7 separate regions of the Mus musculus genome follow, and regions 1, 2, 3, 4, 6 and 7 are each linked to region 5. The links are chromatin contacts, called in public HiChIP or PLAC-seq and promoter capture Hi-C maps. All regions are on one chromosome and are shown on one strand. Each heading gives the region's core, a stretch centred on a gene start, on an enhancer-like site or on the middle of the called end of the contact. The rest is flanking DNA. Distances are from core to core; before and after follow the strand shown.

Region 1 (3,466 bases), core at 123-2,622, 1.2 Mb after region 5:
AACAATAGCAACAACACCACCCATGTGAAATCTCTGTCCCACCTTGGGAAGTTAAAGTGGAAAAATCTAAAATTCTACCAGATACTATATTCCATTCTAAGCTTTTGATAACTTTTGTATCTTTTAACAGAGACTGAATTGATCAACTATTAAAAGAACTGTACTAAATATCCCATTACATGTATGAGAAACTACACAATAATAAAAAGCAATCGCTGCTTTTTTATAGACATCATCACAGACTTGAAACACTCTCAAGCTTGGTATGTATAGCTCATCTTTTCTCATATAAACGATGACTGGACCTTGGAGTTATAGGCTACTTAAGATCATTCTCATAGTATAGCAGATCATGGATGTTCATTCAACCAGTGTGAATCAGTCCACAGGGACCAACATTCCTTCTGTTGATGTATCAAGATCTGTTCTAGTAATACATCAGCTAGAATAAAGTTAATACTGATACTAATAGCAATAATGTTAATACTGATAAGTAGTTATCTGATCCATTGACACTTGGAAGACCTCATTTCTGTTTCTATGCTACTTCCTCATTTAAGTCTACCAAAAAGATACAACTGTTACTTTGTACTGACATCAAGAGGGAGGAAGCAGATTGAGGAGTTAAGAGTGGAGCTCAGATGATAGAGTGCTCACCTCACAGGCACAATGCCCTGGGTTGGATTCCAGGCACCACACAAACCATAATGGTACATACCTGACAGGGAGGGGGGCGGGGAGGGGGGGCGTGCTGGAGGAGAGAACTAGAAATTCAAGATCACTCTTAGCTACATAGTGTCTTCGAGGCTAGCCAGTGCAACATGAAATCCTGTCTCAAAGAAAAGGAGGAGGAAGAGGAGGGCTAAAGCCAAGCAAGACATTGCTGTTGCCCAAAAAAAAAAAAAAAAAAAAAAAAAAAAAGATATATATATATATATTATTCAGGTAAGATCTGCTCTACTATATGGTAATTTTTGTAGTATAAGAAAGTACATGTACTGCAGGAACAAGTATTAGGATATAGAATTCAGCCATGACCAGAAAGTGATGGGAGGGGAGAAAGGAGAGGGGAGGAGAGGGGAGGAGAGGGGAGAGGGAAGGAGGGGGGAAAGGGGAGAGGGAAGGAGAGGGGAGAGGGGAGAGGGAAGGAGAGGGGAGAGGGAAGGAGAGGGGAGGAGAGGGGAGGAGAGGGGAGAAGGGAGAGGGGATGGTCCCTGGAGAACATGAGGATCAGATCAGGCTACACCATGATTTATCCATTCCGAGACAGCCATAGTGTGGGCTGAGATGGATAACGACAGCAGTGGGTAATAACTGGTTTTTCTTGCATTGCTTTCAGATGTGTCCTTGTGTGTTCCTTTCCCCCATAAGATGAACAGAAACGACCCAGTATACAATATCAATGGCATAAGAAATGCTTTTTTTTCTGAAATTGTCTTTGGGGTCTCAGCCAACACCATCCTCCTGCTCTCCCACGTGGTCACATTCTTTCAGGAACTCAGGCACAAGCCCATCAACATAACCATTGGTGTCCTGGCTCTAAGCCACATCGTGATGCTGCTGGCCATGGCTGCCATGGCTACAGACATTTTGGGGTCCCAGGGGTTTTGGGATGACTTCACATGTAAATCAGTGATCTCCTTGTACAGGCTGATGAGGGGTGTCTCCATTTGTGCCACATGTCACCTGAGCGTCCTCCAGGTCATCCTCCTCAGCCCCAGAAGTTCCTGTTTGGCAAAGGTCAAACCTAACTCCCTCTGGCACAACTTGTGCTGCTTTCTTTCCCTGTGGGCCTTCCACATGTCCATTAATGTTTTTTCAAACTCCATTGTGGCCGCCCACAATGTGACCTCACACATTCTCATACTGGTCACTAAATCCTGCTCTCTCTGGGTTGTTAGTGACACCATGAGACACTTACTTTCTATACTGGCTGCCTTCCGGGATGCCTCTCTAGTAGGGCTCATGGTACTTTCAAGTATATACATGGTGACTGTCTTGTGCAGACATAAAAGGCAGTGTCAGTACCTTCACAACACCAGCATTTCCCGCAAAGCATCCCCAGAGCAGAGGGCCGTCCGGAACATTCTGTTGCTAGTGAGCTTCTTTTTGGTCACGTACTGTCTGGATTCCATTGCCTCCTCCTGGAGAGTTATGTGGAATAATGACCCAACCCATCGCTGTGTCCAGATGTTTGTGTCCAGTGGTTATGCCACGTTCAGTCCTTTGGTGTTCATCAGTACTGAACAACGTATGATTAACTGTTTGAAAAACACACAGGGCCAACAGTAAATATTTGATTATTCTGTGATGAACAAGCTTCCTTCACAAGAACTAGCACATTGACTTCAGGGTAATCAATCAAGGCATACCATACATGATCTCTGGGCTAGATAAAAATAAAGACATTGAAATGCTTTCTCCGTTAAACCTACTTTTGGCATAAGCATCAAAAAATATATAGTTTACCATTGAAACATAAGCCATTCTGAAATAATAAAAGTTACTAATAATTCTAGTAGTCCGAAGGAAGACTGAATTATTACAGCATAGAGTAGCTCACATATTATATATGAGAATTTTCAACACTTTTAATATGTCAGTAGTCATGGTGGCCTTTAGTTCAATAACTAGGTATGTAAATTATTATCATGGATTATTATCATGATTGTGATCATGAATCAAAATTCTATATATTATGATCTATACACTATGAGGCTAAGAGGTAAGACCACTGACTGCTCTTCTGAAGGTCATGAGTTCACGCTCACAACCACCCATAACTAGATCTGATGCCCTCTTTTGGTGCATCTGAAGACAGTCACAGTGTACTTAAGTATAATAATAAATAAATCTTTGTGCCAGAGTAGGGCCGACAAGAGTGAGTGGGGTTGACTGGAGAGAGCAGAGGTCCTAAATTCAATTCTAAACAACCACATGAAGGCTCACAACCATCTGTACAGCTACAGTGTACTCATATACATAAAATAAATTTAAAAATCTTTTTTAAAAAGAAGAAAAGGGAGAAGGAGAGAGGGAAAGAGGAAGAGAGGGGGAGGAGGGGGAAAGGAAGAGGGGAAGGAGGAAGAGGGGAAGGAGGAAGAGGGGAAGCAGGAGAGAGATAAGGGGAGAGAGGAAAGGGGGAGGGGAAAGAAGGAGGAAGAGAAGTTATTCCCCAATGAGAGTTCTTCCTGTGTGAATCAGACTCAGATTTCACATATCAGAACGCTTGTCAGATGTCAGCCTTGGAAATCCTGCTATCTAAAAATAATGAGAAAATACATATCTATACTTTATGAACTATTCAGTCTGTGATCTTCATAGATAAGAGTCCAAATGAACTAAAATGGCCTTCAATGAGCAAAACAAAAGACATGAGACAGAACAAAGGCATGAGGATAAGTTTCCTGATTTCAAAATATATCATAAAGCTATAATAACTGGAGCATTGTGGTTCTTAAATAAT
Region 2 (3,358 bases), core at 312-2,811, 1.4 Mb before region 5:
AAGTAGCAGTGAAAAGAATTTTATGGTTGGGGGTCGCCACCACATGAGGAGCCGTATTAGGAAGGTTGAGAACGGCTGGTCTAAGGCATATAGCTGATGATGTCAAAAGACATATCATCCATGGGGGACAGCTGTTGCTCCTTCCGTCTTCTCCTTCGCTGGGTCCTGGGCCCTTGGCTTCCAGCAGGCTGTGAGGTAAATGTGGGATATGAAGCTGTATCCTGAGTCAATTTTACCTGACAAGCCAAGGGAAGGAAGCAGATGGTCAGGAAGGGGCCAGCCCTCAGGAGACTTCCTTCCTCCCCAGCTAGGCTACACCTCATCATTTACTTCAGCCTCCCCAGATAGCGCCACCAGCCGGGGGGACATGCAAGCTAGAGGGTGACATTTCATGCCCAAACCCAGGGAAGTGAGTCGCCCAGCTAGCTGAGGCCAGTGTGTGCTAGCGTTCTGCTTGCTTCTCCCACTCTCCACACAGTGGCCTCTCTACAGGGCACCTCTACAGGGCGTCCAACTCAGCCGGCAGCACATTGCCTGGCCTCGGCTGGCCTCCATGATACCTCATTCTTGCATTTCCACGTGAACATCGAGTTTTGGGGACTGCCCCCTCTGCTTTAGGATGCTGCCCATCAGCAGAACTATTCTGGTCAAAGTGTGATCCTACCCATCAGACCCTCCCGTGTTTCAGGCGGTCTGAGGCTTTGTCAGAACTCTGTGGAATCTCCCTCTGGGAGGCAGGCTCTCCCTCCGATTGATTGATGGCTCCCAGCCATCTCCTTCTCTCACCTTGAGACTTGGGATGGGGTGAAGTCGGGGGAGTCCCAGTTTCTTGGTCCACTGTTTCAAGAGTCTGTTGGCTAGAGGGAAGGGCACAAGCTTCTCTTCAGAGAAATCTTTATTCCTGCAGCCAGGTTCATCCCCGCACTGCCCCTTGGCTGTAAAATCCCCAGCCCTTGTTTCAGTACAAAGTCCAGTCTCTCTGCCTTAACTTAGTAGAGAAAATGCTCTGGTTAGAACAGTCTTGAATAAATATGACATTTTAGCAGCTTGACACACCAAACAGGTGCCTAAGGCGCCCAAGGTACCTTGATGGTCTTGTCTTTGTTGTTCAAGATGCGGTAGCCTTCGGAAGAGATACCTGGCAGTGCAAGTCCACATTAGGACGCAGGGAAAAGAGGGGCGTGTGGGTGGGGGGTGCGGGGGGCGGGTGTCTACGAATAGCTGCAGCCCAGGATTGGCCCTGTAGATCCTCAAGGCTGGTCAGATCTTTTCCCTTCATATCCCAGCTGGTTGGAAGCACCCTGGCTGCTGCCAAACTGCTCCCCACAGACCCCAGAGGGGCGGCTGCCCGCAGCCTGGTTTCTAATTTCAAAATCACGCCACGTTCTGCAAACGTTGTGTGTTTTAGGTCAAATAAACAACTCTGCAAACATGTAAATAAGCTGCTCTGCACTGATTGATCCTGGGAGAGGGTCAGCGAGGGAGGGAAGGGGAGGGAGGGAGGGAGGGACCGAAGGGGGGGAAGGCAGCGGAAAGTAGGGGCAGGCGGTGAGATTCCACAGCTGAGCCACCACCTCCCGCCCAGGCCGAATGAAGATGCACAATTTGGATTGGAGGGGAAGGGTCAGGAGCTGCTGACCTTTGGGCTCAGGCCCAGGCCGCTGGCCACAGTAGCTCTTGGTCCAGTCGGCGCCGGAGGTGTATCAAGCGCTCATCCCGCCCTCTCCAGTCATGGGTGCGGGGTCCTGGGCGCTGACCCTCTTCGGCTTCTCCGCGTTTCGGGTCCCGGGCCAGCCGCGGTCCACCTGGCTCGGCGTCGCCGCGCTGGGACTGGCCGCGGTGGCCCTGGGGACAGTGGCCTGGCGTCGTGCGCGTCCCCGGCGACGCCGGCGGCTACAGCAAGTGGGAACGGTGGCACAGCTCTGGATCTACCCAATCAAGTCCTGCAAGGGGTTGTCGGTGAGCGAGGCAGAGTGCACTGCCATGGGGCTGCGCTATGGCCACCTGCGCGACAGGTACGCTGAGCACCGAGCATCACCACGCTGACCTAGGCTGTGTGGGTGTGGGGAGGTCAGCGGGGTCCGCTCGCCGGTCCCTTCTTACTCAGACTAGAGACCGGAGGCTGGGAAAGGGGTGGTGAGAAACGGAAAAAATGAACTTCACCCTCCGCCAGCCAACTCGGGGGACCTGGAACTCTGAAGTTCCCGGGTTTCACGCTTCCTGGAGTTGGACATCTCTCTATCCATCCTCTCGTGGCTATTTCAAATCTTGTGGTGTTAGACGAGGCATTTCTCACGCCGGCCAATCCGCAAGAAGAAACTTCAATCTCCCTCCACCCAGGGACCCTGAAGGGACTGGTCCTTGGTTACTTTACTCTCAGTGATAGTCTTAAATTTAGAAAAACTAAGACAATAGATCCTGGATCCTAGGCACGGCTCATCCCTGTTAGTGCAGTAGTTGAGCATGCATGACAGCTTAAGAAAATAAGCTGTGAGTGTTATTTCCCCAAGGCTCTTGTCAGATAAAGGTTCTGCACTGGGTGGGGGGGGGGGCAACCTGGGATTTGTAAACAGCGACTAAGAGTCCAGCTGAGGAGTGACCCCTGTCGCCGGGACTTCAGCGAAGGTTCAGCAGCTCTGCTCTCTTCAGGTCTGGTCTCCCACCAGCTCTGGGCATCACTGGAAGGCTGCGTATCAGGATCCTCAGGCCTCTCCTTCAGCAGAGGACACAGGCTAACAGAGGCTGCGACCTCCCCGTCTCAGCTCTCTAAAGCTAACACAAGCCATTCGCCTCAGATCAGGCCGGTCCAGTGGACATGCTGACCGACTGGTTCAGGAAGAAGAAATGGAGATTTTTGCTCCAAAGCCCTTCTTGTCTCATAGCTGATTTACGGGTGGCTTTTACATAAGGTTGATGGGCAGTTACAGATGAGTGGGTTCCTCGGTTCAGTGTGGACCTTGTAATGTGAGACTGCTCTCCGCCCGCCCCAACCCCCCCCCTCTCCCCATCACCTGTGTTTTGCAATTCTTCATATCTCAAGAACCAAAGATCATTAGAGGCTGACTCTCCTTCACTAGAAAATACACCAATGGTCCTTTCACTGAGACACAGCAGTTCTGGACAAAGTTCAAAGGTCAGCTGCTCACCTCTGCTCCAGGCAGTCAGGAACCCTAACTATTCCCTGTTTTGAGCAGTGGGATCCCACATACACTAGCTTCTTGTCTATAGATCGATTCTGTCAGCCTCAGAGGCAAAGGGCATTGCCATTTTATTACCGTATTGATTCAGAAAACATGTTCTGAATTGCACCACAGCTGTGGTGTCAAATTCTTCACTTTCGTCACAAGCTCTCAGGGAA
Region 3 (3,381 bases), core at 286-2,785, 1.0 Mb after region 5:
CCAGGACGAAGGCAAGTTACAGAAGAAAGAGTCCATCATGGCGAGGAGACACAGCATGAAGTGGCAAGCATGGCGGGAGGAGCTGGAAGCTGAGAGACCACATCTTCACCCTCCAGCACAAACCACCAGAGAGCAAACTGGAAGTTGAGTGGGACTATAAGCAATCACTGTCTACTAGTGACACGCCTCCTTCAGCTAGGCCCCACCTCCCAAAGAAACCCCAAAGCGCAAGGCCAACTCAGAACTGAGTGTTCAAATATCTGAACTTGTAGGAAACAATCTTACCCAAACCACCACCAAGTCCAACCTGACTTTGTTTACTTCAGATGCAGAGTGTGTATTTTTATGCATGAAATAATACTACATTATGCTGGGTCACCTATGGGGCGTCCTAGTAAGAGGCACGTGATGATCTTTCCTCCCACAACTTGTGGTGGTACTCCTAATCATGTGATTATAAGCCTGTTCCCTGAATTTCTGTATCATACCTTTCTTATTTTGTGATTAATGCATTACATGAGAAGTGGGTTATTTTGAGACTACGTGCTACACCTTACCACAGGCTTGTCTTCTGGTTTTAGCATCTTTTCATTGGTTCTCACCTAAATTGATTCACAGAGAATAAAAGTCTTTTTTTTTTTTTTTTTTTTAAGCACACAATTCAGGTACTGGAGAGATGGCTTAGAGGTTAAGAGCACTGGCTATTCCTCCAGTGAGAAACAATGCACCCATTAACTGTCTGTTGTCTTCCACACTTCCCTTATTCCCAACTTCCACCAACCACGAATCCACTCTGTTTCAGTTAAGCAGTTGTAAACCAGCCAGTTGTTGGTGCTGGAAACCAAAGGCCAGTGTTGGTGCTGGAAACCAAAGGCCAGTGTTAGTGCTGGAAACCAAACTCGGGTCTTCTGGAAGTGCACCAAGTGTTGTAAGCTCGCTTGTGCTCTCTCTCTCTCTCTCTCTCTCTCGCCCCTGACTCTATGGACCTGCCTACATAGGGCATTTCACATAAAAGTAGTCGTATGGTGTGTGACTCTGTGTTTTTATTTCATTAATGTGCTTTCAGGGTTTACCTGTTGTCTTGTAGTTTTAAACTAGCGGTGTTTTATTCCTTTTTATATGCTGCAATTATCACTGTGACTCTTGGGAGATGCTGATCTAAATACAAATTTCCGTCTAAACTTATGAAGGTGATATGGTTTTTATCATCCTTTGGCGAGTTGCTTTTAAAGAAAACTGCTCCATTGTCGTTCCTTTTATCAGATGAAAGGGACTATGACGACCGCCTTTCTTAGGGTTTGCGGAATCCTTGCTCGTTTCCACTCTAACAAGGCAGTCTCCGATTTTAAAGAGCTACAACGACCACCTCTCTTGAAGTGTGCACTATCTTCCCTCCTTTCCGATGGACGCACCGAAAGCTCGCCTCTCTTTCCAGCTGTCATCCCACGAGCTCCTCCCTCTCCTTAAGCTCCCCCCCCCCCAGGAGGAGGAAGTGACGCACAGGAAGTGTCCCGATCCCCTTACATTGGAGGAAGGAATCAAACTCCCAAGATGGCGGCGGCGTCTGAGGAGCGGATGGCTGAGGAAGGAGGCGGCGGCCACGGCGACGGCGGCTCCTGTTCGGCTGCCGGCTCCGCTCAGCGACAGCCCCCGGCGCCCCCGTCGCAGGCCCCGCCGCCCGGGTCCCAGGCACCCGCCGCGCCCGCGCTGGCACCGGACCACCTGCCCCAAAACAACACACTGGTGGCGCTGCCCATCGTAGCCATCGAGAACATCCTCAGCTTTATGTCCTACGACGAAATTAGCCAGCTCCGCCTGGTGAGGGCCGAGGCCTGGGGAGGACCGGCGAGGGCGGCGCGTTCCTGGGGAGGGAGCCCCGCCGGCTCGGGACACGGAGCGCGCGCGTCCCCGGCAGCCGGGAAGTGGCGCTGGCGACGGCCGGCGGGGTGCTTGCTGCTGCCGCGCTGGCATCGCGACCGCCGGGCGGGCGAGGCTCCGCTCTGCGCCTCGCCCCGCCCCGAGGGTCTCCTCGCCCCTAGCCCGGGACGCGCCCGCCTGCGAGAAGTAACGGAGCGGGGCTTGGTGCCCTCCGCCCGGCTGGACCGGCGACAGGGACTCCCGAAGGGGCAGGCGCCTGCCTCGACTGCCCGCTCGGGCTCTGGAGTTCACTCCCAAGTGGGCAGAGGATCCCAGCCAGGCTTGGGTTGTGTTGCAAGAATAGTGTGTATTGTCCCTCCAACCCAGGCTTTCTGCTTGAAAAGGATGAAGGGGGTTTGGCTGTCCCCCCCCCACCCCCCCCCGCTCCCCCTTGAGCCCCAGTTGCGGTTCTAAGATTGCAGTTGTGTTGTGCGTTTAAAACCCCAGAGCCTTAGTTGCTCACTAAAGTAGAGCCCTGGGAGATGATGACCTGACTGGCTTTGCCTCCCTGACACTCCTTACTATAGCGAAGCAACTTGTCCCCTTGTCAAGCTATTACCCCCTCCCGCTTGTTTGCTTTTTTTTTTCAAATGTGCTTCAAGCCCACCCTCCTGCAGTCGGAGTGGTTTACTTATTATACCCTAAAAATAACACATTGTCCTAGCCAAAATTTAAAAAGAAAAAAAATTGCCATTGGAATTTTACTACATCCCTGAGGTTTGACCGAAGATTTGATGAATTACTTGGTTCAGGAAGATATCTCACTTCCTACCGGGGTATTTCCCCTTAGGTGGTTAGGAAATTGGAGGAGGTGGACATTTTGAAGTGGTTGTGAGCTGGTTTGATGTAGTCACTTAAATGTGCTCGGGATTGTTGATAAAAGGACAAAGACATCTTTCTGAATGTGCTGTGTGTGGCGGTTACTTATTCATCGCTATGCCATATTTTAGCCCTATTCTTCCATCTCTAAATTGACCAGTATTGTGTTTCAAAGGAAATCATCTTTAAAAACAGCTTGCAGTCATTCATTCAAACTCCGGGGCAGGTTTTGTGTGTGTTTCCCCACACTCTGTGGAATGGAAAATTTCTTCTGTTTAGAGTAGGTATTTCAGAATACAGTTGTCCTAGATTTTCAAAGCATCATCCTAGGATTTCGTGTAGAGTGGTAAATATTTCCTTTATATTTTATAAAGCTTGGTACTTGACCAAAATGTATGCTGTATATACAATTGCGTTTGGCAATTGGGCATAACATTTGATTGAATTCAGCCAGCCAGCCAGACAATGGCTTTGAAAAGCTTGGAATGTTCACAGGTTTTTTGTTGTTGTTGTTAAGTGTTGAGAAAAACGGGGTTTTATTGGTTTGTTGGTCGTTTTTCCTTCTTTTCATTCATTGTTGTTTTGTTTTGTGTGTTACTGTTTGGCCACCAATCTGGAGTTCAGCCTTGATTCTACTAGATAAAT
Region 4 (3,486 bases), core at 791-3,290, 1.5 Mb before region 5:
CCCACTAATGTCATGCTCTAGAGAAGTGGTTCCCGACCTGTGAGTCAAATGACCCTTTCATTAGGGCCACACTTCAGACACCTGCTTATTAGATATTGACATTGTGGTTCCTGACAGTAGCAAAATTATAGTTATGAGTAGCAATGAAATAATTTTATGGCTGGGGGTCACCACAACACGAGGAACTGCATTTAAGGGTCTCAGCATTAGGACGGTTGAGAACCAGTGCTCTAGAATTTGTAGGTAACCCATATATAGGTCATTATAATACTATATAACACATACTCCTGGGAAGAGATTTAAGATGCTTATGAGATGCTAATGCATGAAGATGTAAGTGGAAATGTGGCTACACACACACACACATGTGCACACACACATGTGCACACACACTGGTTTAAGCAAATGTTTTTCTTAAAAAAAAAACCTCTTCTCCAGCAGGTGGCTTAGTCCTACTTTGGAGGGGACAACAGATTGGCCTCCTCAAGAGGCCTTGGACAGATTATGTCTTGATGCAAAGAACCATCCTTTGAAAAATAAACCAACTCCCATCCTATGTAAGAAAGTCTGTTCTTATCCCAGTAGTCTGCTTGAATGAAATTTTTACAAAATAATGGCAGACATCAGTTAAACTGTGAAGCCTGGGTTTTATCCATCAAGTAACTATTGACAGAGTGTGTGTCTGTAGTGGGGATGAGCTCAGATCTAGTAGGCATTGAGCTTTTCAGAGGGAAAGTGAAGGGGCAGAGAAGGGGGGGGGGAACACGTGCTACATGGGTAGGCTCTCTCAGTCTGTGTCACCTATCAGAAGCAAACACACTTGCTCTGCCAGTTACAGAGGTTGGGGCTCTGTCCTGTCTTTCCTCCCATGCAGAAGTCTGTCGTCTCTGGTGACTGTCCACGCAGCAGAATTCAACATTCTAAGCCCTTGGCTATTTTAAAATTTTTATTTTTATTTTAAGTATGTGGATGTTTTTGCCCGCATGTATGCCTGAGTACCACCTGTGTTCCAGCTATCTGCGGGGGGCAGAGAGAGTGGGGGTCTGCAGGGGGCAGAGAGAGTGGGGGTCTGCAGGGGGCAGAGAGAGTGGGGGTCTCTTGGCACTGGAATTGCAGACAGATACGATCTGCTATGTAAGTACTGGGAGTCCATCTGGGTGCTCTTAACCACTGAGTCATTTCGCCATTTATTTATTTAGCGTTTATTCTCCCCCTGTCTCCTCTTTCTGTCTCTCCATGTACACCTCCCACCCTCTCCTCTCTCGTGTCTCTTGTCTCAGTCTTCCCCTCCCCTTCCCAGTCCCCCTCTCCTTCTCCCTCCCACTCTCTCTGTTTGTTCAAGAAATGGTTCCCTCCCTTCTATCACATGGCTCCCAGGGACTGAATTCGAGATGTCAGTGTTGGCAGCCAGGACCTTTATGGGTTGAGCGGCTTTCAACTGATGAGTTAATCATTGATGCTTCTGAGACAGGTCCTGGCCATCAATAGCCCACCGTGATCTTGAACTTGGGGCTATCTCTTAGCCAAAGCCTGACATTTGGATTCCGTTTAGATCGTTGTCTGAGAAAAGTCGACCAGAGTCCTCTATTCGGACCTCAGCAAGTGGTAAGCTCTGGCAGCCTTTCCCTTCCTTGCGCTGTCTTAATTGGCTGGTGTACCTGTAACCTCAGGTCACGCTGCCAGAAGCCGCGCCAGTAGTTTTGTCTCTACCTGCAGAGATGGAAGCCGAGCGTTCCAGAGAGTTGCGCGATCTTCGGGAGACCTATCCCAAAGTTGTCCCCAGGAAACATTCCTCCATTCTGCTTCATTTCAGTGCAGCAGCTTCTTGCACAATTGAGTGTGCTCCTTTTAGAAGCAAAAGGGTTAATGAGTGTAGCAGGTTGAAGAGTCATGGGGGGAGGGATCACTTTAAAGGCGGACAGAGACAAAGTAAAATGAAAGTGACCACCCCACGCTGTCACCCGCGATGGGCGTGGGCCAGGCTCCGCCGACACTGATCTGGACGTGAGCAGCATAAGTTTGACAGGCAGTGCGGCTGCGCCAACCCTGGCTCCTCCCACACTCCCGGAGCCTTAAGCCCCGCCTCGACACCGCGGCCCAGTAGCCCAGGCCTGCCCGGGATAGTGTAACATGGGTTCCTCCAGCTCTACGGCTCTGGCTCGCCTCGGCCTCCCTGGGCAGCCGCGGTCCACCTGGCTCGGCGTCGCCGCGCTGGGGCTGGCTGCGGTGGCGCTGGGGACCGTAGCTTGGCGTCGCACGCGTCCCCGGCGGCGCCGGCAGCTGCAGCAGGTGGGCACGGTGTCGAAGGTTTGGATCTACCCGATCAAGTCCTGCAAGGGGGTGTCGGTGTGTGAGACCGAGTGCACGGACATGGGGCTGCGCTGTGGCAAAGTGCGCGACAGGTACGCCGAGCCCCGCACTGCACCGGGCGCGAATGGGCCGGGGCGAGGGAGGTGGGGCCTTGCCTATCCTTGCTCGGAAGTGTGAGACCTGGAACCAGGCGCCCCTCGGTGAGTGCAAACTTTGTGAGCCTGAGCCTGGAGCAAGTCGAGAGAGGAGTTCCGTACTGCAAGCTGTGTTCTCCCCAAACCTAGAAAGTAAGGGTTTGTTGCTTCTGGGAAACACACATATGGGAAAGAGATGACAGCAGTTACAGCACGGTGCACATTGACGAGCGTGTTCAAGTTGAAATCTAAGTTTGCAAGCCCAAATATGTCTGTGGGGAGACCTTCCGGGAGGAGAATTTTAGTTTTACCACATGCAAATTTACTCTAAAGCGAAACAGAGCGCCTGGATTTCGGCCCCCACCCCTTTCGGCTTCACAGAACTGAGGCTTGTTGCCTGAATTCTCTGGGCTGTCGAGCTTTGATCCTTTAGCTGCGAAGCCCGTGCTTCTGGCTAAAGTAGTTTTGGAAAACTGAGTTGGAGCATTCCTGGAACCCTGGGGGGTGGGGGGGGGGGGGGAGACTCCCCTGTCAGCTGTCCGTACAGCTCTCCTAACTGTAGGACACTAGAAATATAAAATGCCATTGGCTGAGCGTTTTCAAGAACATCGGGCCTTCCCTCTAGTTCTGGTGACCACTTGAACGAGTAAGGAGCAGAATTACACGGTTTGCCGGGGGTGGGGCGAGGGAGGGGTTGTGGTAGATGGCGATAGAGAGCTAGTCACAAACGGGTATGAAATAATAATAAAGGAGGTTAGAATAAAAAAAAAGAGTTTAGTTCTGCTACAGAATAAATTTATAGATCAGGAATTCCGCTCATGGATTTTCCATTCCTCATTGGCGGCCTATGTTTGCAATGCTGGGAGGTTTGGGTTTAAATTATCATTTACTGAGGGCCTGGGGATATAGCTCCGTTGGTAGGAGAGAGTGTTTGCCAAGGGTTCGTGAAGCCCTGAATTTTATCCTCCAGCATCCAAGGGAGGCATGGTGGCACATGCCAGTCATTTCCACACAGGAGGATCAGAAGTTCAAGGTCACTTCC
Region 5 (3,219 bases), core at 600-3,099:
GAGTAGCAACTCATTGTACCTGTCAGGTTGTTTTTTTAAGTATGCATTCAATCTGTTTAGGTCGGCAACAGGTGAAACTAAAGTTCCACTTTAAAAAAGAAAAAAAGAAGAGTGGGGACTGGAGACATGGCTCAGCAGCCAAGAGCACTTGCTGTTCTTCAAGAGGACCTGGGTTCAGTTCCCAGCACCCATACAGCAGTTCAGAGCCTTCTGGAACCCCAGTTCCAAGGCATCCAACCTCCTCAACAGGTACACAGCAGTGTGCATAAATGTGGCAAACACTCATACACAGAAGATAAAAGTAAAATAAAAATCGTTTTTAAAAAAATACAGTACAGCTATGTATCAAGTACATACAGAAACGAAACATCCTTAATTGCAAAGTAAAAAACTCGAGCTACAGAAAGAAGCTTAAGAATATATAACACACGGGGCTGGTGAGATGGCTCAGTGGGTAAGAGCACCCGACTGCTCTTCCGAAGGTCCGGAGTTCAAATCCCAGCAACCACATGGTGGCTCACAACCATCTGTAACAAGATCTGACGCCCTCTTCTGGAGTGTCTGAAGACAGCTACAGTGTACTTACATATAATAAATAAATAAATCTTAAAAAAAAAAAAAGAATATATAACACGCACGTACAGTAGCAGCAGTTGCTAGTATGTATTCGGAACTTAACCACATAAATAGCCCATAAGTTATCTAAGATAATCATAGCAGCAACCGTATTTCCTTCCAAGTTAGGACTGAGAAACGGTGAAGACAAAAGTCTGGGAAACACAAAGCACACAGACGAGCCGGTATGACAAAAAACGTAAGGGGGTCGGCAGCGGCCCATGGCAAAGAAATGACTCGACAAAAGCAGCTACATGCCACTGGACATGGATTTAAATGTCAAAATGCTCAAGACCCTTGTTCTGCGTATCCATCAAATACTGAAGCTACGAATTCCACTGAACGCGTCCCTCCCTTCTGCAATCCCACAGCATCACCCTAGTTCGGTACCCTCACCCTTATCAACTGGCGTTGCTTTCTTTGTTTTCTGCGGTGCTAGAGATCGAACCTGAAGCCTGCTGACAAACGATTTCTTTCTTTTCTTTTTGGGGGTGTTTTGTTTTGTTTTTTTCCGAGACAGGGTTTCTCTGTGTAGCCCTGGCTGTCCTGGAACTCACTCTGTAGACAGGCTGGCCTCGAACTCAGGAATCCGCCTGCCTCTGCCTCCCAAGTACTGGGATTAAAGGCGTGCGCAACCACCGCCCGGTACGATTTCTTTTTTTAATATTACACTTTGTTTATTGTCGGAAGAAGCCACGGCGCACGCGTGGAGGTCAGAGAATCATCTAGAGGGGTCCTTCAACTGTGTAGATCCGGGGATCGAACTCACCCGGCTTGACAGTAATTGCCACTACCTGCTGACCCATCTCCCAAAGAGTTGGCCAGCCTCAAATTTTGTTTCTCCGCCTTAAATCCAGATTAGGCCTTTAAAAAAAATCAATCTCAGCCGTTCCGCGAAAAAGTTTGAAATAGCACCTGAATTAGAAATCGACCTTACCACACACGGTAAGGAGACAACGCAAATCCTTCCTTGGCCCTCAAAGACTCAAACTGGCCTGGGGAAGGTTGGCGTGGTGGCTGTTGCCACGGTAACCAAAAGTTCACGATCTCTGTAACTTACGGTCTCAGAGCCCAGGAGCACAAAGTCAAGAGGAAACCGCAGAAGGAACAAGCAGGAGGCTCACACACCTTTTCCTGTTTCACTGAAAGCGCAAGGCGTACGGAGCCCGCGAGCCGCTAAATCCAAGCTCCAGAGTCGCCCGACTCCACGTTGTTCGCCGCCCCGGAAAACCCTGTCCGGAAGCAGTTAACGAGCGCTTCCTGGGAGCTTGCGCAGAACCAGCCTGGTGGGCATTCAGGTAGTGCGCATGCGTGGCCACGCCCCCACAGGAGCGTTACCTGTGGGAAAGATGCAGAGCCTATCCAGCTCTGAAGAGGCTTCCGGACGAGGCCCGGAAGTGGATGTTGACTTCCGCCTCCCCATTGGTTTGGCCCAGATTGACAATTTAGCCTGAGCCTTAACGAAATTGGAAGATTTCCATCGCAAAGTCGAGTGTGACAAGGGAACGCATAGCCGATCCCAGTTGCTGCTAGCATCTGATTTAAGTGACTTCCTGCCTCACAGTTTGAGCAAGAATCTTTTTCCTTTTCAACGTGGATTGTTGTAGGGATGGGTCTGGATCCCACTTTCATGAGAGACATTCACAGCCATGTGTTAATTCTGGAGGTAGATAGTGGAATTGTTAAGCCTTTGAAAAGGACCATGGAGAATGGCAGATGTATTTTCAAGGGCTGATCCGTTAAATGAACAGACTGGCACCAGTGGTGAAAACACGCATTAATGAGTAAAAGCTACAGGAAGACAACTTTAAAGTTATTGGAACTAAAATAAAAAAGAACGTACTGAAGGCTGCATAAGTGATGGCATGGACTCCTCTGGAACTTTGAATTTACTGCTCGAGAACAGAATCCGAGTATCATAGAAACCTAAGGGTCTATAAAAAGACTTTGTATGAAGAGTTGTTTTTTTTTTTTTAATGCGATGGGTATTTTATTCCGTGTTTTCTATGTAAACAGTATGCAGTGCTCATAGGCACTAGAGAAAAGTTATTTATACAGTTCTTTGTGTCTTTGCCCTTACTGTTTCTTTTTGTTGCTGAGTTTTTGTTTTGTTTTATTTTTGTTTCTAAGACCATGTTTCAGCATTGCCCTAGCTGTCCTAGAACTTAGTCTGTAGACCAGGATGGCCTCAACCCAGAAATCAGTCTGGCTTCCAAGTGCTGGGATTAAAGGCATGTGCCTCTATGCCTGGGCCTTTAAACCTATACTCCTAACTACAGGCAAAGCTAAACTATGTGACAAAGGAGGGGCAGTCACACACACACACACCAAGATAATGATTAGCTTGTCATCTGGAATCTTGATTTATCAAAATGACTCAGCTGATTTTGGTCATGCTCATAAAAATGGGGGAAAATACTAGCAGTAGTGGTGCGTGCCTTTAATCCCAACACTCAGGAGGGAGGGAGGCAGGCAGATTTCTGAGTTCGAGGCCAGCCTGGTCCACAGAGGGAGTTCCAGGACAGCCAGGGCTACACAGAGAAACCCTGTCTCAAAAAAGGGGTGGGAGGATGTTGTGATGTTGAAAGATCCTGGCAGAATGTA
Region 6 (3,362 bases), core at 241-2,740, 1.3 Mb before region 5:
AATACCGGCGACCAAGGACACGAAGCTGTTAGACATTAATCCAAGAGCTCACGCCAATCCTGAGCTGATAGTAGCCTGGCAGTTCCCTCACGGCTTCCAGTTTTTGGTATCTTATTGCTGAGGGGAAATAAGCCTGCCTTGGAATATCATTCCGGAGACACTTACTTGGACAATCGAAAACAAAAGATTTGGTGGTTTCGTTATTGTCATTATTTTATTTTCTTCCTGAAATGTGCAACAACCGTTCATCTAGGTGGCCTGTGGTCTGTTTGGGAGAGGGGCGGGGAAATCCACTCTGACTATAATTTAAAAGAGAACGAATTCTTAAAATAGAGATGTTGATGCGACAGAAAATTCCCAGTGCACCTAGGCTGAGTTCTAAAGACCCTAGCAAGAATGGAAGGCGCTGGCTGTGGAGGCTCGGACAGTGCCTCCCTCCAACAGGCCAAAGCGGATCCTGGAAAAACTGCAGCCGAATTAAAAGTAGGTATTTAATCTCAAAGGCAACCGCTCCCTGGCACTTGCAAAACATAGGACCTCACGTGACCAGGGGATGTGGTGGCCGCGGAGGGTAGCACTTCCTACAAGGTGCAGAGAGGGGACACGCGTGCCGCTCTTCTGGGGCTGCACTCCTTGTTGGTTCCGAGGCTCAGGGTAAAAGTTTGGCTGTTTCTAAGGGAGACGTTTGGAGCCATCTATCTTATTTTTGTTTGAAAAGTCACTCTTTCAAGTTGTCACTGGAATGACAGCTCCGAATAAAACTAATTTGTGGTCTGCCCTCCTCCTGGCTTCTTGGAGCAGCTCTGGTGAGCTGAGAAACCAGCGGATTACAGTAGACTTGGGTCGGGATTCTGGGCTGTAGGGGCGCTGAGAGGATGGGGCCTTTACCTAGGACTTGTGATAAAAGCACCTGGGTAAAAGCAGAGAGAAGGAAAGTCGCATGAGAGCGGAATACGGAAGGGACAGCCTGCGGACCGCCAGCGTGGTCTGCTGGGGTGGAGGTTGGGGGTGTACTACAGCAGAGTACGGGAGCCTCAGTGATCCCCCTCCTCCGCAGCTCCAGGAAAATTCCGGAGACCGGCTCCGAGGCTCTGCCGCTGGCGGGTCCCCGAGCTGCAGGGGACAGAGGAGAGCCAGAGGCCCGAGGAGTCTCGACCCCCAAGCGGCTCCCAGAGACGCTCAGTACTCAGCTTAGCCCACGCTGCCGCAGAAAACACTTTGGCGTGGCCAGGGCGTGGCCGAGCTCGGCCACGCCCCCCTCTTTCCCAATTCCCCTCCACTCCGGAGTCCCATTGGTCACGAAGACGTCCAATGAGCGCACGGATCAAGGTCCTACCCGGGGTCTGACTCGAAAGCTCCTGCCAAAACTTTGGGAGTTTTTAGAGAGGAGTTTTTTTTTTTTTTTTAATTTTTTTCCTTTTTTTTTTTTTTTTTTTTTTTTAAACTAACGGATCATTATTGTTGTTTTAAATTTAGCTCTTAGGGCTTAGCTGTTTGGGTTTTTCTTTCGGTGTCGGGTCCCTGTCTCCCCGGCTTCTGCGGAGTAGCAGAGCGAGGCCGCGCTCGCCTTGTCGCCCCAGCGCCTGGCGATCGCCTCCATCCACCCGGCGGGGAGCGCGCCCGCCGCGCCGCCTTTCAAGCCAAGCCAGGGGCCCAGGCCGTGGCGGGCGGCGATCGGGCCCTCGCCTCGTCCCTCGGTGGCGCTAGGGCTCCCCGGTTGGCCCTCCGCTTCAGGGCGGGCGAAGAACCGAAAGCAGCTCGGGCTCGGCTGGGACACCGCCTCTGCCCGAGCGCCCACCCACTTCCCCACTCACCCAGGACCCCGCCGGGATCCTGCCAGGATGTTCGCAGCCGGCCTGGCTCCCTTCTATGCTTCCAACTTTAGTCTCTGGTCAGCCGCCTACTGCTCCTCGGCGGGCCCGGGCGGCTGCTCCTTCGCCCTGGACCCAGCCGCTGTCAAGAAACCCTCTTTCTGCATCGCGGACATCCTGCACGCCGGCGTCGGGGAGCCGGGGCCCGCTGCAGAGGGACTGGTGGGGGCCTCGGCAGCCCTCACCGCACACTTGGGCTCCGTGCACCCGCACGCCTCCTTCCAAGCTGCCGCCAGATCCCCGCTCCGTCCCACCCCGGTGGTGGCGCCCTCAGAAGTCCCGGCTGGCTTCCCTCAGCGGCTGTCTCCGCTCTCTGCCGCCTTCCACCAGCATCTCCCGCAGCAATCACCAACGCAGCAACAGCAACCGCAGCAGCAGCCCCCGCCTCCACCCCGGGCGGTCTCCCTGCAGCCACCGACTTCGGGGACGCGGGTGGTCCCCCACCATAGCGGCTCCGCCCCTGCCCCCTCCAGCAAAGACCTCAAATTTGGTATCGATCGAATTTTGTCTGCGGAATTTGACCCAAAAGTTAAGGAAGGCAACACTCTGAGAGGTACGTATCGCTGGAAGGCCTCAGGCCTCACCACCACCCATGAGGGGCCTGATGTCAGGAGGATTTGGGGTGCGTTTATTTTTAAGGACAGAACGGTAGAATGAGGGCGAAGAAAACGAAATGAAGGAAAACTTAGTGACATGTAAAAGTCAGCTATCCCATGTTTAAAAACATATCTTCGTGTTGCTTAAACAGCATAGAAACGGATGACCATACTCTGGTTGCTGCAAAGTTTTGCAAAAGTGTGTATTATCCATCTTTTGAATGAAATATCTGCAGAACGACCTAGATCTTTCTGACAAGGAAATCTCAGCGTGGGGACACTTTGCATTTATTTGATTTCCAGTATTTCTTAAGAATTGCGGGGAAGCAAACCGGCCAGTCTAAGCTCCTGAAGGAAGGCGGGGGGGGGGGGGGGCTGAAGGGTGTAAATTAGGGGTTTGTAGAATTTCTGGAAGGCGTCCGAAATGACCACTTTAGCAACATTTTATGACAAGCCTTTCCTTATTATGGGGTGTACCGGCCATGCCTGACACACACTCTGGGGCAATTCAGGCCCCACTCTTCCGTAGCTGTTGGAGAAAGGGTCCATTTTGAGTTTAGTAGGTTCAAAGGGGGAGAAGGGAAAGGAGGAACAAATCTGCCCACAGTATGAGTTTGTGACCGACTCTTCTTTCCCCCTACCCAGATCTCACATCGCTGCTAACCGGTGGGCGGCCTGCAGGGGTGCATCTAGCTGGCCTGCAGCCTTCAGCGGGACAGTTCTTCGCATCTCTAGATCCCATTAGCGAGGCGTCTGCCATCCTCAGCCCCTTAAGCTCCAACCCAAGAAATTCTGTTCAGCATCAATTCCAAGACACATTTCCAGGTAGAAAAATTCAGCCAGTGCCGCAAAGGCCAGCGGTAGTGTGGAAAGTTGGGGTAGGAGCCTCCTAAGT
Region 7 (3,248 bases), core at 174-2,673, 1.4 Mb before region 5:
AATGAAAAGAGGTCTGGGGAGGCAGCTCAAGCAGCAAGAACACTTACCTGACACACAGCAGGCCTCAGGTTCAAGTCCCAGGACTGCTGAAATAGACTCCCCTTTATGACTAAAGTTGACTAAACTGACCTAGAAATTATCTCGTGAAGTAAAAGTTCTACTGTTGGTCCCTTGAAATTTGCCTGTTGTTTTTTGGGGGGGGAGTTTTACTTCAAGCAGTGTTCCAGTTTAGTCTCTCTTGCTGTAATAAAAACCCCTGACTGAAAGCACCTGGGAGCAGGAAAGGGTCACACTTTCAAGTGACGGTCCCTCTTTGAGAGGGGTCAAGGCAGGAACTCAGTAAGAACTTGAAACAGGAAGCAGGGAGAAACGCTGCTGGCTGGCTTGCTCACTTTCTGGCTTATGCTCTGTTAACCTTGTATAGCCCAGGTCTACCTGTCTAGGGAATGGTGCTTCCCACAGTGGGCTGGGCCCTCCTACCTCAGTTGCTAACAAGACAGTCCTCCACAGGTGTGTCTACAGGCCAATCTGATTTTTACAGTCTCTCAATTGAGACTCAAGGCTATGTCAAGGTGACAGTAAATGCTAACTAAGGTAGAAAATAAAATATTTTTTATTTGTCTCCTAAGACATTGTTTTGGTACTAATTTTGCTTTAGGACCTATGTCAAGGTGACAGTAAATGCTAACTAAGGTAGAAAATAAAATATTTTTTATTTGTCTCCTAAGACATTGTTTTGGTACTGATTTTGCTTTAGGACCGTGAGCTAAGGGAAGAAGAGAAGATGATGTCATGTCTACTGGCTGTAGCATTCTTGCTTTTCAGTAACTTGTCAAACTTAAACTAAGGCTAAAATAAGCATAGCCCTTTTCTGGCGACATTTGGCTGTGTAGTCTTTTTAAAAAATTCTTTTTTTTAAAGAAAGCCATTTAGCTGTTACATTTCTGGGTTGTGATGGGCTTCCAGAAATACTAAATAAGATATGACGTTCTTATTTTTCTAGAAAATTCTATAGCCATGCATCTTTTTAACAAACTCATTACTGTGAAACAGTGAGCCATTGCTGATTTAGTCCACGTTAAGCGAGGAAGCCCAGGATGAAGGCATAGATCCGCTGACCCGTCTGCCTCCTGCCGTCAAAACCCTTTCAATTATTAATGCATACATATAACACATACATATTTAATCCTCAACTAATAAAAACATCAAGCCTTAGCATGATGCAGAAGTCCGGGCATCGTTTATTGTGAATGTGGGGCAGTAGAGGACGGGTGCATTGTGGGACATTTGCAGCTTGTGGTGCCGAGTGTCGTGGACTTTCCCCGTGGGGAGTTAGAGGATGAAGCCAGTCTTAAAAGGCTTGGGCCAGTGCGGCGCGTTAGATTTCTGCAACACTGTGATGAGGTTTTAAAACAAGGCCGGTGTTTGATGCTTATCTCTGCTGCTGGCAAGCGAGGTGCTCCGTGTTCCCTGGACTTTGCTCACTGTCCTGAGCTGAGCGTGAGATGTTTTAATAGGGCGCCTTCCTTATGTAAGTCCTCCCTCTACTTGTTTTCCAAGAGCTGGGGGAGACAACTGTGGAAGAATCTCAGTGCGTCCCCTGTCACGTGGGATGGGGCTCAGCGCGTTCTCTGTCACGAGGGAGGGGCTGTGTTTTGTTTGTTGAGCTTCAGACTCCCCGCGGAGCTGAGGCTAACCCGGTAGTGTTCAGGATTGCAGGCACGCCTTTTGTGAGGTTCTGGTAAGCAAACCCCGGCTGGACGCATCCTGGATTCTATCTACTGAGGTCCAGCCTCAGTGCCAGTAGCAGGGTCAGCCCTGGTAAGCACTCGGGTGGGAGGCTTTCCTAAAGCCAGGCAGCTGTGCTGAGTCCCGGCCCCACCACTCAGTGCTGGGGCGACCTTGACCGCAGCAGCCCTGCCCATTCTAACAGGGAGAAGGTAGCGCTGGGGCAAATCCTCATTTCTAGACCTTTGTCTCTGATGGCCATGCTTGTCCACTGGCTTCAAGGACTTCTTTAAAATCTGTATGTGTTTATTTATACAGTTCCACAGAGTCAGAAACCAGGGACACAGGGAGCTTTTAGAATGGTCCATTAAAGACACTTTTGCAGATAAGAGTTATGTCTTTTATTTTATGGATGTAATTTTGACGTGCCGTATCCCGGCTGGGTGGGTAATTCCACGGTGGAGCACCCTCCCTGCCTGTACCCTGGAGAACCTGAACTGGGTCACAGGTGGGCCTCATGGTCCGTCCCCAGCACAGGTACAAGCTCAGCCCAGCTGGTATTGCTTCTCTCTCTGATGTTCCCCTGGTCTCTGTGGTGTTCTTAAATACCAACCGCTGGTAGGTAAGACCCCACGCTGGCTTCCATTGTCACGTGATGTATGCTTTCTCTCTGGCCAATGAATCTATGTATTATGATCATGTATAGGTATAATATATTTTATATGGTGAGATGTATATATAGTCCTAGCTGTGGATATAAACGTGTCTGCTTATAGAGAGGTAAGAAGTGAACAAGAGAGTAAAAGTAAGGGTTTTTCTGTGCCCTCTGCTCTGACGAGGGACACAGAGACCTTTATATTTGTTAACAGCTTCGGGCACTATAGCTAGGCAGATTCTGAGCTATTCTAACCAGACAGTGCAGGCCTAGCCTACTTCCCCCACGTGGCCCATTACCTGCCATCTTGGTCTTATCCAGCACTTTTCTCTTCATCTGTGTCCCGATGGCCAACTTCCCTGGTCCCCACCGGAGACCCTCTCCATCTGGGTTATAATCTCTCTGGGCTTGGAAGTCCCATCTTTCCTCTCTTGCCCAGCTATTGGCTGTTCAGTTCTTTATTTTAACCAATCAGATGGTGATGGAGTATAATGTTTTACAAAATACTGAATCAGGTGATACTTTAATGACAGTAGCAAAGTTCTGACTGCCACCAGATCTCTGGGTACAGAAGTCAGCATTTGAATACACAGTGCACTAAACACCCCCCCCCCCCAACAAAAGACGCTCTCTCTATATTAGGTCTAGTTTAACTTTCCTACATTTAAAACAAATACTTGTATGGATTGTGATGACTGTCTCACGCTGTTTGTGTGTGATTCACCCCCCTCCTTGCCCCCAGCTCTTCCGTCATCTTTTTCTCAGGGTCTTGCATCAGGTGGAAAGCCTGGTGTAGTCTTAGTTTTCCTATTTACAAAGCGTGCACAGCCTGACAGAAAATCCCCAGGATGGGCTGGCTGGAGAG

The links. Promoter capture Hi-C pulls out the DNA fragments that hold promoters and counts their contacts. HiChIP or PLAC-seq counts read pairs in DNA pulled down with a chosen protein or histone mark.
Region 1: a contact with region 5 is called in a promoter capture Hi-C map of embryonic stem cells, with 10 times the contacts expected there. The contact joins the promoter of Vmn1r1 here to the promoter of Taf1a in region 5. A contact is called at or near these places in 4 of 39 promoter capture datasets (embryonic stem cells, liver and pre-B cells).
Region 2: a contact with region 5 is called in a promoter capture Hi-C map of second pharyngeal arch cranial neural crest, with 9 times the contacts expected there. The contact joins the promoter of Mtarc1 here to the promoter of Taf1a in region 5. A contact is called at or near these places in 5 of 39 promoter capture datasets (cranial neural crest, embryonic stem cells, frontonasal cranial neural crest and 2 more), 2 of 484 Hi-C or Micro-C datasets (CD8 T cells and bone marrow-derived macrophages), 9 of 115 datasets of contacts at active chromatin or transcription factors (T-cell acute lymphoblastic leukemia, bone marrow-derived macrophages, embryonic forebrain and 4 more) and 1 of 9 other capture datasets (adipose tissue).
Region 3: a contact with region 5 is called in an H3K27ac HiChIP or PLAC-seq map of embryonic stem cells, with 5 times the contacts expected there. The contact joins the promoter of Fbxo28 here to the promoter of Taf1a in region 5. A contact is called at or near these places in 7 of 39 promoter capture datasets (the 3T3-L1 cell line, hippocampal neurons, liver and 3 more) and 1 of 115 datasets of contacts at active chromatin or transcription factors (embryonic stem cells).
Region 4: a promoter capture Hi-C map of embryonic stem cells shows a contact between it and region 5, with 48 times the contacts expected there. The contact joins the promoter of Mtarc2 here to the promoter of Taf1a in region 5. A contact is called at or near these places in 5 of 39 promoter capture datasets (the 3T3-L1 cell line, the C10 cell line, cranial neural crest and 2 more), 1 of 15 datasets of contacts at CTCF or cohesin (large pre-B cells), 13 of 115 datasets of contacts at active chromatin or transcription factors (the 230-238 cell line, bone marrow-derived macrophages, embryonic forebrain and 8 more) and 1 of 9 other capture datasets (adipose tissue).
Region 6: a contact with region 5 is called in an H3K4me3 HiChIP or PLAC-seq map of pro-B cells, with 13 times the contacts expected there. The contact joins the promoter of Hlx here to the promoter of Taf1a in region 5. A contact is called at or near these places in 2 of 39 promoter capture datasets (embryonic stem cells and hippocampal neurons), 1 of 484 Hi-C or Micro-C datasets (pre-B cells), 11 of 115 datasets of contacts at active chromatin or transcription factors (bone marrow-derived dendritic cells, bone marrow-derived macrophages, craniofacial prominence and 7 more) and 2 of 9 other capture datasets (adipose tissue and liver).
Region 7: a contact with region 5 is called in an H3K27ac HiChIP or PLAC-seq map of embryonic stem cells, with 10 times the contacts expected there. The contact joins the enhancer-like site here to the promoter of Taf1a in region 5. A contact is called at or near these places in 8 of 39 promoter capture datasets (the C10 cell line, cranial neural crest, embryonic stem cells and 4 more) and 4 of 115 datasets of contacts at active chromatin or transcription factors (embryonic forebrain, embryonic stem cells and fibro-adipogenic progenitors).

Annotation. Positions count from the first base shown.
Region 1 is chr1:182,156,004-182,159,469 of GRCm38.p6, reverse strand. Vmn1r1 (vomeronasal 1 receptor 1) reads left to right here and starts at 1,372. Exons shown (of 1, transcript NM_001166728.1): 1 at 1,372-2,292. The coding sequence starts at 1,372. The coding sequence ends at 2,292.
Region 2 is chr1:184,809,503-184,812,860 of GRCm38.p6, reverse strand. Mtarc1 (mitochondrial amidoxime reducing component 1) reads left to right here and starts at 1,561. Exons shown (of 7, transcript NM_001290273.1): 1 at 1,561-2,015. The coding sequence starts at 1,732.
Region 3 is chr1:182,339,760-182,343,140 of GRCm38.p6, reverse strand. It overlaps Fbxo28 (F-box protein 28), which reads left to right and starts at 1,535. Exons shown (of 5, transcript NM_175127.2): 1 at 1,535-1,818. The coding sequence starts at 1,552.
Region 4 is chr1:184,844,462-184,847,947 of GRCm38.p6, reverse strand. Mtarc2 (mitochondrial amidoxime reducing component 2) reads left to right here and starts at 2,040. Exons shown (of 8, transcript NM_133684.4): 1 at 2,040-2,402. The coding sequence starts at 2,131. It overlaps Gm34451 (a long non-coding RNA gene), which reads right to left and starts at 2,101. Exons shown (of 2, transcript XR_865818.3): 1 at 1,711-2,101.
Region 5 is chr1:183,387,615-183,390,833 of GRCm38.p6, reverse strand. Taf1a (TATA-box binding protein associated factor, RNA polymerase I, A) reads right to left here and starts at 1,849. Exons shown (of 11, transcript NM_001277959.1): 1 at 1,676-1,849.
Region 6 is chr1:184,730,621-184,733,982 of GRCm38.p6, reverse strand. Hlx (H2.0-like homeobox) reads left to right here and starts at 1,490. Exons shown (of 4, transcript NM_008250.2): 1 at 1,490-2,424; 2 at 3,113-3,292. The coding sequence starts at 1,842.
Region 7 is chr1:184,825,681-184,828,928 of GRCm38.p6, reverse strand. All of the region lies in intron 4 of Mtarc2 (mitochondrial amidoxime reducing component 2), which reads left to right. Among named protein-coding and RNA genes, the nearest start is that of Mir1981, 4.8 kb to the right of the region's middle. Within about 2 kb of position 1,423, at least 54 of the 459 cell types and tissues checked have an H3K27ac peak or open chromatin away from gene starts, as enhancers often do. A contact at or near this core is called in embryonic stem cells, where this site is marked.